2 separate regions of the Drosophila melanogaster genome follow, and region 1 is linked to region 2. A link is a contact called in public Hi-C data. All regions are on one chromosome and are shown on one strand. The core of a region is the stretch at or near the end of the contact, and the rest is flanking DNA. Distances in the headings are between cores, read along the strand shown.

Region 1 (6,920 bases), core at 3,038-5,537, 80 kb after region 2:
ACTAATTTAATGTACATCAAGTTAGAAAAATGTTTGGAATATTCAGTTTTGGGTGCTTTTATTATTTGGCCTCAGCTACAGATGCACATTATCTAATAATATCTTTCTTGTCTTAGGATTATTTGTTCCACTAGCCTTTCCGGCCCTTTAGCTTCATAATTGGCGGTGGCAAAGTGGTTCCTACAGTGGTGGTGCTCAGAGTGCTGGCTCCCATTAGACTCATATCGTTATCCAGGCTGTCCATTACAAAGTCCACTACGGTTATATTGTTAGCGCCTTCAGAATCCCCCTTATCTGTGGGGATACTGATCTGAAACTGCAGCAAAACCACCAGATAAGTGACCATTGTGGTTAAGAGTCCTTTAAAGAGAGTCCTGTTCACATCAAAAAAGCCACCGCAGTTGATGGTCGATGGATTCATTTCGGTGGCTCGCAAAAACATATTTATCTCCGTCTGGGCATCCGAGTTCATCCAGTTAAGCTCCACCATGAGTAGTTTCTTCTGGAAATTGGTTCGCACATTAACCGAGGCATAATGTGCCTCATCGCAAATATAGAAGAGCAGTCCTATGTTCCACAAAGCCGTGATAGTCAGTCCTATGTCCTTGATGCCAAATCCCTCGGAGAGTTGCGACATTAGTCCATAAATCGAAAGGGTAATGATGAAGAACAAGTAGAGGCTCATGAAAACAAAGGTGTAGCACAGGGCATTTCCAGTATCACGGGTCAACTTGCTCAGTCGTAGCCACAGAACACGGTAGTCTGCCACCATGGCAGCGGGTCCAATGTGTTTCAGTGCCTTCTGGAACCGCTCCGCCAGAAGATGAGCCGTAATGCTCATGGCCTCGCAGATGAGGAACCACCAGGCACCCAGCATTGCAGTCAAGTTGTCCAGGATGCAGTAGGGCACCACCTGGTTAATGTTCAAATCCGACATGGTGACGTGCGTGATGACCACCGATAAAACCGAGAGAATTGGCAGCACGATGGCTATGTACACCGCCTTCTGTCGCAATTTCAGAGGCAAACTGTGCCCGGATATCTGGTAGTACAACACCTCAAAGTCATCCCAATCATTGAAGAGCTTTGCTATCTTCCTGGCCTCGTACCACAATATTGGTATAATCATAATGGGCAGGATGTTGACCAGAAAGAGGTATGCAATAACCGCCTCCTCGAAGGGTCCACTCAGGGAGCGCACAATGTGGATGCGGTTGTTGGCCACATAGCCTACATAGCACTGTAAAGCGGTTTTGGGTTACATAATGGTATCCATAGTCAATTTTGAAAAATGTTATGCAAACACCACACTCACCGCCAGGAGCACAAAGAAAACCACCGAGTAAATAAAGGAGGCGGAGTTCATTTCGAACTTGGCACGAGCAGGACCATGTCGCACGATGGGTAATACTCCAATAATCCTCAAGAACCAATTGATGGGATCTATGTTTCGGTAGAAAACACTCTGAAAGCAGCGAAATTCAGTTTTACAAAAATGGTTTTAACAGCGTAGCAATCCACAAACCGGCTTAAATTCCGGATTATTGGACGCCGTGCTGTCCGAGCTCTTTTTCCTATCCAACGGAGGAGCTTCGTAATCCGCATCCAATCGCTCCGCCAATCCAATGGAGTACTTGCGGACCCCGTACAAGTATGCCTGGGCATTAGCACTGTTCAGCGGTTTTGCATTGAGGAACACCGCGTCACCCTTCTTGCGTCGATAGTAGTTGGCCATTCCGGAGAGACTGTGTCCGGAATTTCCTTGTCCGTGGCCTTTTACCACTTTTTCGCCAGACGGACGCATTAGCCATGCACCTGCACACGCCCCCTTATCGACCACGCCCTCTGTTGACTTAGAGCCGGAGTTTTAGTTTCCTGTTGATGTGCGTTGTTTGTCTTTTGAATGAATTAACCTTAGCCCGGTGTCCCAATTTCGAATTTGTGTCAATGGCGCGCATGTGGCAATTTACAACACTGAAACCGGGCTGCCAGGCTACCGATTTGGTATCTAAATGGATCTAGTCCGGTCACACTGGTGGGTGTGGGTGCGAAAGATAAATAAATAAATATGTTGAAAATGGACAGGGAAAAGTTGATTGTGCCCAATCAAATTGGCTATCTGATACTAAAGGAAGATGGAGCAGTTCTGGAGTCCGGCGGAGATCTGAAGAACGATGAGCGCAGTGCAAATGTGATAATGGGATTACTAAATCTCACAGAGACGTGCGTTTTTAAACAAAGGATGAAGGAATTTTGTAATAATTACGCCTATATTGTAGCATCGACGAGTCCTTCATGCCGAGCAGCAGCTGCGAGAGGATCACCATCGATTACGAGCATCACTACTACAGCATCTGCATGTCCAACCGTAGAATATACATCATTAAGATCAGCAAATCGCAGAATGGCGTCACCACGACCACGAGCTCCTCCTCGTCGAACAGCGTGTATAACGATGCCAGCGATTCCGGGGCAGTGCTGGCTTGAAATCCGTCGTCGGATGTCCGACCCACTTGCAGATTCTGTTGGCAAGCAACCGGACAAAGACCCCACAATTGGCGCACTCCCATTATTTACCTAATCCTCCTCTTTATTTGTCAAAAAATACATCATCTGTGAGCTCTTGCTCGAAAATGCGCCTCGCTTCCTGGGTGACGTCCAGCAAGGTGGCCTTGCTATTGCACAGGATCACATAGTACTGCCTGTAGTTACAGCGCCGCTTCACAATCCAATAGTCATTGGTGGTCTTGACCTGAACTTCCTCGGCAGGAGCACTCTCCATTTCCGCCTTGCCACTGCCATTGGCCAAGTCCGCAATGATACTAAGCACATTGCGGGGCAGCCCTTGGGGCAGGTGCCTCTGAAAGTTCGTGTGGTGCTGCAGGCTTTGTTCGTTAATGAACAAGTACTTCGGCGCCGTTTCGCTGTTCCCGCTGGAGTTGTCCTGGCCTGCAGCACCCACCGCCTCCTTTGTCAACTCGCTGGATATGTCCCGGGCCAACGAAGTCAGTTGGGGAGCCATGTAGGCATGGAGATCGTCGTAGAGATCTTGTTTCGGCGCAACCTGGTCAGCTGACAAATGTGGAATGTTTCAAGTTGATTATTTTGGCTATTTAGTTCTAATCCTTAACATACCATTCAGAAACAGACACAGAGTTATGTGCAAAGCGCGGTAGATGAGCAAGTAGTAGGGTTTGGCCTCCTTGTCCAGTGTCACATAGACCTTCATTGGATGATCTTCCTCATTCACAGCGTCATGTTCATCTCCTGCGACCTTCTGACGACTTCTTACGAATCCGCCCACCTGGCATTCACTTATGCTTCGCTTTAGTGAAGGAGAAACTGCAATGGTGGAACTGCTGGCCTCGACTTTCAGCACGTGTTGCACGACATACGAGTGCACGCAGTGCAGATCCTCCGGGCTAAGTTTTCCGCCACAAAGGACCTGCTCCTGGTAGAGCATTATGCTCTCCTTGATGTCGGGGAAGGTCTCGCACAGGGTGCCAAAGTTTTGGGCCCGCAAGAAGAGCGTTTTATCCAATGGCAGATACTGAATGGAATGCAGCATATCGATGATATCACATTGCGCGGGATCCCTCAGGTTGGTCAGATGCTGATCATAGAACTGGAGTAGCTTCTGGCAGAGCAGTTCCCTACGCTTATCCGGATTAGGTTCTTCACTTCCGCAGGAGGAGAAACATCCGTTTTGAAAGCGAAACATTTGATAGCATTGTCTAAGTATTGCTCTATAAATCCTGTCGGAGATCTCGGCACCCCGATAATCGGCCACCTCCACGCCCTCCTTTAAGCGCACCTCCTTGGGAACATTCAGGACCAGTACTAACCAATACCCTGGCTCGGGTTGGTAGAAGAGTTGTGTGGTTTTCTGGGTATGCAAGGCCTGGCAATCATCTTCAGATGTAAAAGTTCTGCAAGTACAGCAAACTCTGTATTATTACCCACTTCCCTCTATGTAAAAAGTTCCATAAATACCCAGTGAACCTTATGATGGCCTCACTTAGTCCCACATCTTTGATTTTCGTATTTAATTCAATGTCATTTGGATGGTAAAACAAAACCTTCTTGTGTTCCTGAAAAAAATTACTCATTAGGGGCGTTTCTTAGCCTTAAAATTGATTTGCCAACCTCGCCTTCAACTTGGCCAAAAGTCGAGTTAAAAATGTAAAAGCTGCGTAACGTAATTTCTACGCGTTGCAATAATTTAGCCATTTCTTTCCGCACAGAATTAAAAGTATTTATTTTGGCCAAAGGTAAATAATGAAAAGGTACTAACGCGTCCGTGTTTGCCAACCAGGGTTACATTTTACCAAATGTAGTGTGCTAGTATATACCAAACGTTTCCAGTACCAAATTAAAAAAAATACCACACAATTAATAAGCGAATTTAAAGCTTTTTCATTTATTTTGGAATTTAATAGATTTAATAAAATTTATGTCATGGCGTTTACTGAAATTTAGAATTTTTCTGATGTCTTCCCTTTTGACAATGCAGAAAGGAAAGTGGCCATCCATAATCTCCTCATATTTATTTAGAGTGAAGTGCGTGCTAAATTGTGTTTATTTGGAAATGTATTTAGTTTAAGCCTGGATTCCTCCACGGAGACGGAGCACCAAGTGAAGGGTCGATTCCTTCTGGATGTTGTAATCGGACAGGGTGCGTCCATCCTCAAGCTGCTTGCCGGCGAAGATCAGACGCTGCTGATCTGGGGGAATTCCCTCCTTGTCTTGGATCTTAGCCTTAACATTCTCAATGGTGTCCGAGGGCTCTACCTCGAGGGTGATGGTCTTTCCGGTCAAAGTCTTCACGAAGATCTGCATACCACCACGGAGACGAAGGACCAAGTGAAGGGTGGACTCCTTCTGGATGTTGTAATCGGACAGGGTGCGTCCATCCTCAAGCTGCTTGCCGGCGAAGATCAGACGCTGCTGATCTGGGGGAATTCCCTCCTTGTCTTGGATCTTAGCCTTAACATTCTCAATGGTGTCCGAAGGCTCTACCTCGAGGGTGATGGTCTTTCCGGTCAAAGTCTTCACGAAGATCTGCATACCACCACGGAGACGAAGGACCAAGTGAAGGGTGGACTCCTTCTGGATGTTGTAATCGGACAGGGTGCGTCCATCCTCAAGCTGCTTGCCGGCGAAGATCAGACGCTGCTGATCTGGGGGAATTCCCTCCTTGTCTTGGATCTTAGCCTTAACATTCTCAATTGTGTCCGATGGCTCTACCTCGAGGGTGATGGTCTTTCCGGTCAAAGTCTTCACGAAGATCTGCATACCACCACGAAGACGAAGGACCAAGTGAAGGGTGGACTCCTTCTGGATGTTGTAATCGGACAGGGTGCGTCCATCCTCAAGCTGCTTGCCGGCGAAGATCAGACGCTGCTGATCTGGGGGAATTCCCTCCTTGTCTTGGATCTTAGCCTTAACATTCTCAATGGTGTCCGAAGGCTCTACCTCGAGGGTGATGGTCTTTCCGGTCAAAGTCTTCACGAAGATCTGCATACCACCACGGAGACGAAGGACCAAGTGAAGGGTGGACTCCTTCTGGATGTTGTAATCGGACAGGGTGCGTCCATCCTCAAGCTGCTTGCCGGCGAAGATCAGACGCTGCTGATCTGGGGGGATTCCCTCCTTATCCTGAATCTTGGCCTTCACATTCTCAATGGTGTCCGATGGCTCTACCTCGAGGGTGATGGTCTTTCCGGTCAAAGTCTTCACGAAGATCTGCATACCACCACGGAGACGAAGGACCAAGTGAAGGGTGGACTCCTTCTGGATGTTGTAATCGGACAGGGTGCGTCCATCCTCAAGCTGCTTGCCGGCGAAGATCAGACGCTGCTGATCTGGGGGAATTCCCTCCTTGTCTTGGATCTTAGCCTTAACATTCTCAATTGTGTCCGATGGCTCTACCTCGAGGGTGATGGTCTTTCCGGTCAAAGTCTTCACGAAGATCTGCATACCACCACGAAGACGAAGGACCAAGTGAAGGGTGGACTCCTTCTGAATGTTGTAATCGGACAGGGTGCGTCCATCCTCAAGCTGCTTGCCAGCGAAGATCAGACGCTGCTGATCTGGGGGAATTCCCTCCTTGTCTTGGATCTTAGCCTTAACATTCTCAATGGTGTCCGAAGGCTCTACCTCGAGGGTGATGGTCTTTCCGGTCAAAGTCTTCACGAAGATCTGCATACCACCACGGAGACGAAGGACCAAGTGAAGGGTGGACTCCTTCTGGATGTTGTAATCGGACAGGGTGCGTCCATCCTCAAGCTGCTTGCCGGCGAAGATCAGACGCTGCTGATCTGGGGGAATTCCCTCCTTGTCTTGGATCTTAGCCTTAACATTCTCAATTGTGTCCGATGGCTCTACCTCGAGGGTGATGGTCTTTCCGGTCAAAGTCTTCACGAAGATCTGCATACCACCACGGAGACGAAGGACCAAGTGAAGGGTGGACTCCTTCTGGATGTTGTAATCGGACAGGGTGCGTCCATCCTCAAGCTGCTTGCCAGCGAAGATCAGACGCTGCTGATCTGGGGGGATTCCCTCCTTATCCTGAATCTTGGCCTTCACATTCTCAATGGTGTCCGATGGCTCTACCTCGAGGGTGATGGTCTTTCCGGTCAAAGTCTTCACGAAGATCTGCATACCACCACGGAGACGAAGGACCAAGTGAAGGGTGGACTCCTTCTGAATGTTGTAATCGGACAGGGTGCGTCCGTCTTCCAGTTGCTTGCCGGCGAAGATCAGACGCTGCTGATCTGGGGGAATTCCTTCCTTGTCTTGGATCTTAGCCTTAACATTCTCAATGGTGTCCGAGGGCTCTACCTCGAGGGTGATGGTCTTTCCGGTCAAAGTCTTCACAAAGATCTGCATTTTGGATTATTCTGCGGGAAGAAAATAGA
Region 2 (6,253 bases), core at 719-3,218:
GGTGATCTGCCAGGGATTCACCGGCAAACAGGGCACGTTCCACAGCCAACAGGCTCTGGAGTACGGCACCAAGTTGGTCGGCGGCATTTCCCCCAAGAAGGGAGGCACCCAGCATCTGGGACTGCCCGTCTTCGCTTCGGTGGCGGAGGCCAAGAAGGCCACCGATCCACATGCCACCGTCATCTATGTGCCACCACCGGGCGCTGCGGCCGCCATCATCGAGGCTCTGGAAGCGGAGATCCCCCTGATCGTTTGCATTACGGAGGGTGTGCCGCAGCACGACATGGTGAAGGTGAAGCACGCCCTCATCAGCCAGAGCAAGTCGCGATTGGTGGGTCCCAACTGCCCGGGAATCATCGCCCCCGAACAGGTTCGTACATCTCCAGCGCTTGAGAGATAAGCTTGGCCAGAGGGCAAAGTCCACGTTCATCTGGTGGTTTTCTTATCTCTTGGTATGACGCTCGCTTTGAACTACATATATCTGTTTACTATTCCGTTTTCAATTTGCTTATTGTTAATGTATAAACAGGCCTCCATTGACACACCCTTAAATTTGGGCATTGAACTTTGCACCTGAAGTTGGTGGAATTTGCGGACGATACGTTTTTTATTACCATTTATAACGCTTATCTTTCTATGCGTCACAAAACTTAGTGATTACCCACTTCACTCCACTTTCAGTTAAGTCAATTGTATAATCTTAAACTATGTTTTTTCTGATTGCAGTGCAAGATCGGCATCATGCCGGGTCACATTCACAAGCGCGGCAAGATCGGCGTGGTCTCGCGCTCGGGAACCTTGACCTACGAGGCCGTGCACCAGACCACGGAGGTGGGTCTGGGCCAGACCCTGTGCGTGGGCATTGGAGGCGATCCGTTCAACGGAACCGACTTCATCGACTGCCTGGAGGTCTTCCTCAAGGATCCCGAGACCAAGGGCATCATCCTGATCGGCGAGATCGGAGGCGTTGCCGAGGAGAAGGCTGCCGACTACCTGACCGAGTACAATTCGGTATGAGAAGCCATCACGGATCAATGTATTTCATTGCTAAATGTTTTTGTATCCTATTGCAGGGCATCAAGGCCAAGCCTGTCGTCTCGTTCATTGCCGGAGTGTCGGCGCCACCCGGCCGTCGCATGGGTCACGCTGGAGCCATCATTTCCGGAGGAAAGGGAGGTGCCAACGACAAGATCGCCGCCCTGGAGAAGGCCGGCGTCATTGTGACCAGGAGTCCTGCCAAAATGGGCCACGAGCTCTTCAAGGAGATGAAGCGTCTGGAGTTAGTGTAAATAATTAAAGGCCATAACCAAACCGGAATCCGTACGCCGATCAAAGCGTATACGCAAACTCATGATGATGAACCTAACGTTAAGCTAAAAGTGTCGAAAATCGAAATTGCATTCGAGCGAACCCAAATAAATTATTGTGAAAAATTACTAGAGAGAAACGAGAGGCGTTGAATTGTGACATGTATTCCAAGAATTAAGTTAACTACTGCCGTACCACCAAGTTGAACTAAAATAACTCGCACCAAAACCAAGATTTCTAATTGTTATTGCACTCGGCTCATTGTTTGTGTTGCGAACAGATTTTTGCCTTAATTTTAAATGCCTGCTCGAATTATCAATGCGAATTGTATCTGAATGTGTAATAAATATGCATAAAAACAGGATAGATGTGGTGAATTTTCGTGGTTTTAGCTATACAAGCCATATCCTTTGAAAATATGAATTTTCAGGTCAATTTATTTAATCTAAACTAAAATTCTTTGGAGAAGAATTAACAAAACAATAATTTATGAAAAGCAATGCTTACCATATTAAAAAAAGATTTAAGGAAATTTAAAAAAATGTAGTTTTCTACTTTCGATATTTAATGGGATCGACTTGCAAACATCAAGAGCACACATCGATAGAGCGGAAGTTTCGATTAACTCGTGAAATATCTGGCAACATTAATATCGAACTGCCATCGCTTTTTGTGCCAGCTCTAATAAACATATATATGTTTTAGGGCCGCGATTGAAAATGCGTGCCACAAAGGCCTAAACAAACTTGGAAAACACCGCGAAAAACGTCAGAAGCTATAGTGCCGATTCGCATATTGTTCGCCACCCCGGAAAAGTGTGAAAATCGCAGATAATCAAAAGGGAGAGCAACCAAAGGAAAAGCAACAACAACGACTCGCCATGGGCAGCAGAACTGAAAATGGTGAGTTTCTAAGAAAATGTCCCTAAATTTCGTTAGCACTGTCCCTTTTCTCGCAAAGCGTGTTGGAAATGATGTGAACATAATAATATTAGTGCGCTTATTATTACTATTGCAACATTTTCGGTTTTTGCAGCCGCCGGTTGCGGTTGCATTTTAAAGTGCACTACATACGCACACACACACATGTGCACATACAAATTTATCACCTCGCATGTATGTATGTATGTGACGGAGTAGTGCATGCCTTTTAGTAGGGCTGCCGGGAAGGCCCCGTTATCTGATTCCGGGTATGTCTAATTGGAGTTGTTAGTTGGAATTTTCGTTCGCCGAGGAACTTTATTGAAAAAAAGTTGTAGCATGGCTAATACCAGGAGTTCATGGCCTTGACGCTCGCAATACATAGTGCTGCATTGAAAATAATAAATTATGGGATTGTTGGTAGCAGATTGGTAGCTTAATTGCTCACATAATTCTTCGATTTAATATTATGCCAATGCTTCCGTACTTTTAATATAATATATATTCAATATCCTACTTTAAAAAAATATTATTATGAAACGAGAAATATAGCTAGAAGTATTATTCTTTATTATTCTTTAGTTTTAAGTTTTTAAAATGTTGATCCGAAATATCAGGTTGAGTTAAAAGTAATGTAAATGTAAAATATATTTTACAAACAGCACGTCATTATTACTTCGGATATGAAAAACCACTTAAGGATGCGTCCTATCTATATATTATGTAGATTTTTGTGTATAAGCTTTAGGATAAATAGTTTTGAAAACTGTTGCTGCTGCTGCAGATCGATTACAAAACGCCGAAAAATGTGCGTTCCAGTTCGCTAGGAACCCTCAACTTCTGGTGACATATCGCATTCTTGCAAACATTTTTGTAAGTTTTCTTCCTCTTCGCGTTTGCTCGATTTATAGAGAATGCTTTTGTTTGTGTTTAAAATAGATTCGAAATGGCTCTTTGGCCTGCGTCCGCCATTGTCGGCGTTTTCGAGTGGGTTTTATTGAAAATCTATTTTGCGAATTATCCGACCAGCCCGGCTATATCCCCCCTCCCTCCACTTCCCTGGGCCTTTCTCACATTTGTCTCCAATTCTCTTACATCGCTGGCGTCGCAATAATGTCGTCAGTTTTTTGTTTATTCGCTCTCCCAAACACCGAAACACGCAAAAAATAGTTCTTATTTTTGTTAAATCCACACAAATTTTCTTGAGTGAAAGTGAAGATTTTATCTTATTAGTGATTGTAGCTTCTATCAAAAAGTGTGAGTTTAGGAAAGTTTGGGTTTTGAATATCTGGACTCATTGGTCTTTCAATGCAAGTGTCCACTGTACTTTATAATACAATTTATACTAAAAACGTCGCTGTTTTGTTTTCGTCTGTTTATTGTTTTATTTGGATACTCGCATCTAATGATTCCACCGATGATGACCGATTTTCGGTCGATGATGCCGTGATGAGGATGATGTATCTTTGCTGATGCTCTAAACGAAATGTCGTCGTTGTCACACAATGTTGTAGTTGTTTCCTTAGTGGCTGCTGCTACTTAGTTAGTCGATTGTGATGCGCTCGGATTCGCTTCGGCCTTCCGTTTCGCACTCATTACACAAACAAAAAAAGATTGAACACAAGTCTTACTGCAAAAACTCGCGAAACCGAAGCATTTTTCATGCGAGAATGTCGAGAATTTGTGTAAATTAATTTATTGCCTTCGCTCATGCCACTTTCTATATCGGATGGCATTTTATTTGCATTTTTTGAAACACATTCTGGCAGGCGTACATCTTTTGATTTCGCATTTCGATATTTCAGCAGGCAAACTCCTGTTAGTAGAATTTTTATTGAGTTAAAAAAAATGTAACTTGTAATTTAAAGCAAAATTTTTATAGTCCACATAATTGAATATTGAAAAACATTGGTTGTTTTCTACCTTTCCAAAGAGCTCATCTGATGCCTTGAATAAATCAGGAAAAATAAATATACTCGTGCCCACAAGCGTTTTATGTTTTGAAGGTAAAATTAAAAAAATTATTTTTTTTATATATATACACTGGGAATAATTAATATTTGGCTGATTACTTGTCAACGAAGATGCGCTGTACTTTATTTAGTCTGCTGCTTATGAATAATCGCCTGTGATAAGAGCAGACACATCACATCGGTTACGCCAGTTTTGTTTTTGATTTTGATTTGGCTCAAAGAGCCCCATCAGTTCCACACACCTGCCCCACCGCTGTCCTCTGTAGATTCCGCAGACAAAGTTGCGATGCCAAGCAAATTCTATTCCCGTAGAAGCGAAGGAGGTGACTGGGTGGTGGCTTTAGGTCCGTGCAGATGCTTTTTGCATATTTCATAATTCCCGCAGATGGCCTGAGCGCGGGGAAAGCCGAAGACAACAATCAAATGGCCCCAAATGTCGGCTCCCAGGTGCCCCTTTTCGTATGCAACGGGCATGTCTCATATGCCAAATGAATGAATGATTGAGGAGACTGAAAGTCTAGCTCTCTTCTCCTACTCCTATTAATATTTTCCCTTAAGCTATGAGCACCATTTAGCCGTTTACAGGACATCTGCTAGTCAGGATTCTCTGTTCGCCAGCTGTGCTTAGCTCGGCTTTTTCTGCGCTCTGCCGCAGAACTCAATGGCTGCTTAACGTGGCCTTAAAAGTTTTGGCCGTCTGTCACGAAAAAACCAAAGCAGAAACGATAGCTGACAAAAGTTTAAAGATTTTAAGATATTTAGCTGCTTGATAGTAGACATTTAGATGTGTAAAATTGTTTACGTTACCAGTATAATTACTATTGGAACTAAATGGAAATGTTAGTCGTCATATCGCCGAATAAAATCTGTCATAATCAGGGTTTTAGCAAGAGCCTTTTTGGTTGGGGGCGCGCTTGAATGAAGACTTCTTTGGCTGGCCTCTTCCATCTGTCTGTCTGGGTCAAGTGAGTGGAGGCGATGGTAGCCTTGCCCGCCTTCCACCAGCTTTCTTGGCCAGGCGTTTGTTGTTAACACCTTTCATGGCCGTCAGGACACGAGACATGGCATGGCCCAGTCATTGTCACAGGCAAATTAATTAAAGGACCCCCTCTGGGCGATGTCGTAAAGCATTTAGCATTTTAATTGCGCCGTAAAACGAGGCGGGGGACGTCGTACAGCCGTCGAGGTGTTAAGCAGGTGACAGGGGGTCACCGGTGGGTTAAGGGGGTCCAAAGTGGATGGATTCACCAGGGCAAGAGTTGACTTTGCTTTGGCATTTGCCGGCTAATTAGATTAGATTTGCTTGCTTAATATTTCCCAGAAGGATCGTAAGAAAAGGCCATAATGGCCACCTCTCTGCTCAACCTTCATTTTGTGTAGTGCGATAAACATCTGACTAACTTAAGAAATAAGACTAAGGATTATGGAAACATCTCTTGGTTGATTTTGAAACTATTAAATGGGGTTTACTTTAAGCTGTTAGCTAAATACTCAGAAGTGAAGTTTAATTGTAAATCAAGTATATCATTTATATCGCGACCGCTTTTATTCAATTAAATATACTTTCAATGTTCCTGTTGCAAGCACTGCCCTTTCATTTCACTACCAATGCCTTAATTTCCTGTTACTAACTGTGATAATTCTGGTAACCTTTAGTCACCGGGGGGAATGCAGGTATTATAGAATTTAAATTGAATTTCCAGCAGGAAATCAGTGCAGTTGCATCTGCATATCTCTGCCCTGTGGGCCAACTAAACTGGGCCAACGCAGGCCACACCCACTGGACACCCCCACGCCGAGCTCCTACCCGCCTAACCCCCCTTTTGGATACTGCAGTTGCCTGCGGAAGTGACAGACGGATGCTGGTAGTATCCTCGAGTCCTCGCATCCTCGTACTCGGCACTTGGCCTCGAAATGCGATGCGCTTTTAAGCTCACACGTGCGATGGAGCTTAAGCTCGGCCGGCCCCTCTCTTTCTGCGGGGTATGAACCTCTCTTTTTCTATTCGCATATAGCCCACTCTTTCGCTCCGGCTAGCCCCCTCTCTTTCGC

The links. Hi-C and Micro-C count contacts between places; a contact is called where the count stands out from the background.
Region 1: a contact with region 2 is called in a Hi-C map of the Kc167 cell line, with 3 times the contacts expected there. The contact joins the promoter of Ccz1 here to the promoter of enc in region 2. A contact is called at or near these places in 1 of 1 datasets of contacts at CTCF or cohesin (the Kc167 cell line), 25 of 107 Hi-C or Micro-C datasets (the Clone 8 cell line, the D17-c3 cell line, the Kc167 cell line and 8 more) and 5 of 6 datasets of contacts at active chromatin or transcription factors (the Kc167 cell line and the S2 cell line).

The regions. Positions count from the first base shown.
Region 1 is chr3L:3,894,869-3,901,788 of dm6, forward strand. Ccz1 (Caffeine, calcium, zinc sensitivity 1) reads right to left here and starts at 4,288. Exons shown (of 4, transcript NM_139578.3): 1 at 4,147-4,288; 2 at 3,994-4,091; 3 at 3,136-3,929; 4 at 2,576-3,072. The coding sequence starts at 4,230. The coding sequence ends at 2,591. Ubi-p63E (Ubiquitin-63E) reads right to left here. Exons shown (of 2, transcript NM_168043.3): 2 at 4,563-6,902. The coding sequence starts at 6,891. The coding sequence ends at 4,600. Gr63a (Gustatory receptor 63a) reads right to left here and starts at 1,735. Exons shown (of 3, transcript NM_001144411.1): 1 at 1,526-1,735; 2 at 1,316-1,465; 3 at 131-1,240. The coding sequence starts at 1,735. The coding sequence ends at 131. It overlaps Lamtor4 (Late endosomal/lysosomal adaptor, MAPK and MTOR activator 4), which reads left to right and starts at 2,032. Exons shown (of 2, transcript NM_139577.3): 1 at 2,032-2,223; 2 at 2,280-2,630. The coding sequence starts at 2,069. The coding sequence ends at 2,487.
Region 2 is chr3L:3,816,711-3,822,963 of dm6, forward strand. It overlaps enc (encore), which reads left to right and starts at 1,969. Exons shown (of 12, transcript NM_206270.2): 1 at 1,969-2,210. It overlaps Scsalpha1 (Succinyl-coenzyme A synthetase alpha subunit 1), which reads left to right. Exons shown (of 4, transcript NM_079181.4): 2 at 1-370; 3 at 727-1,011; 4 at 1,074-1,673. The coding sequence ends at 1,289.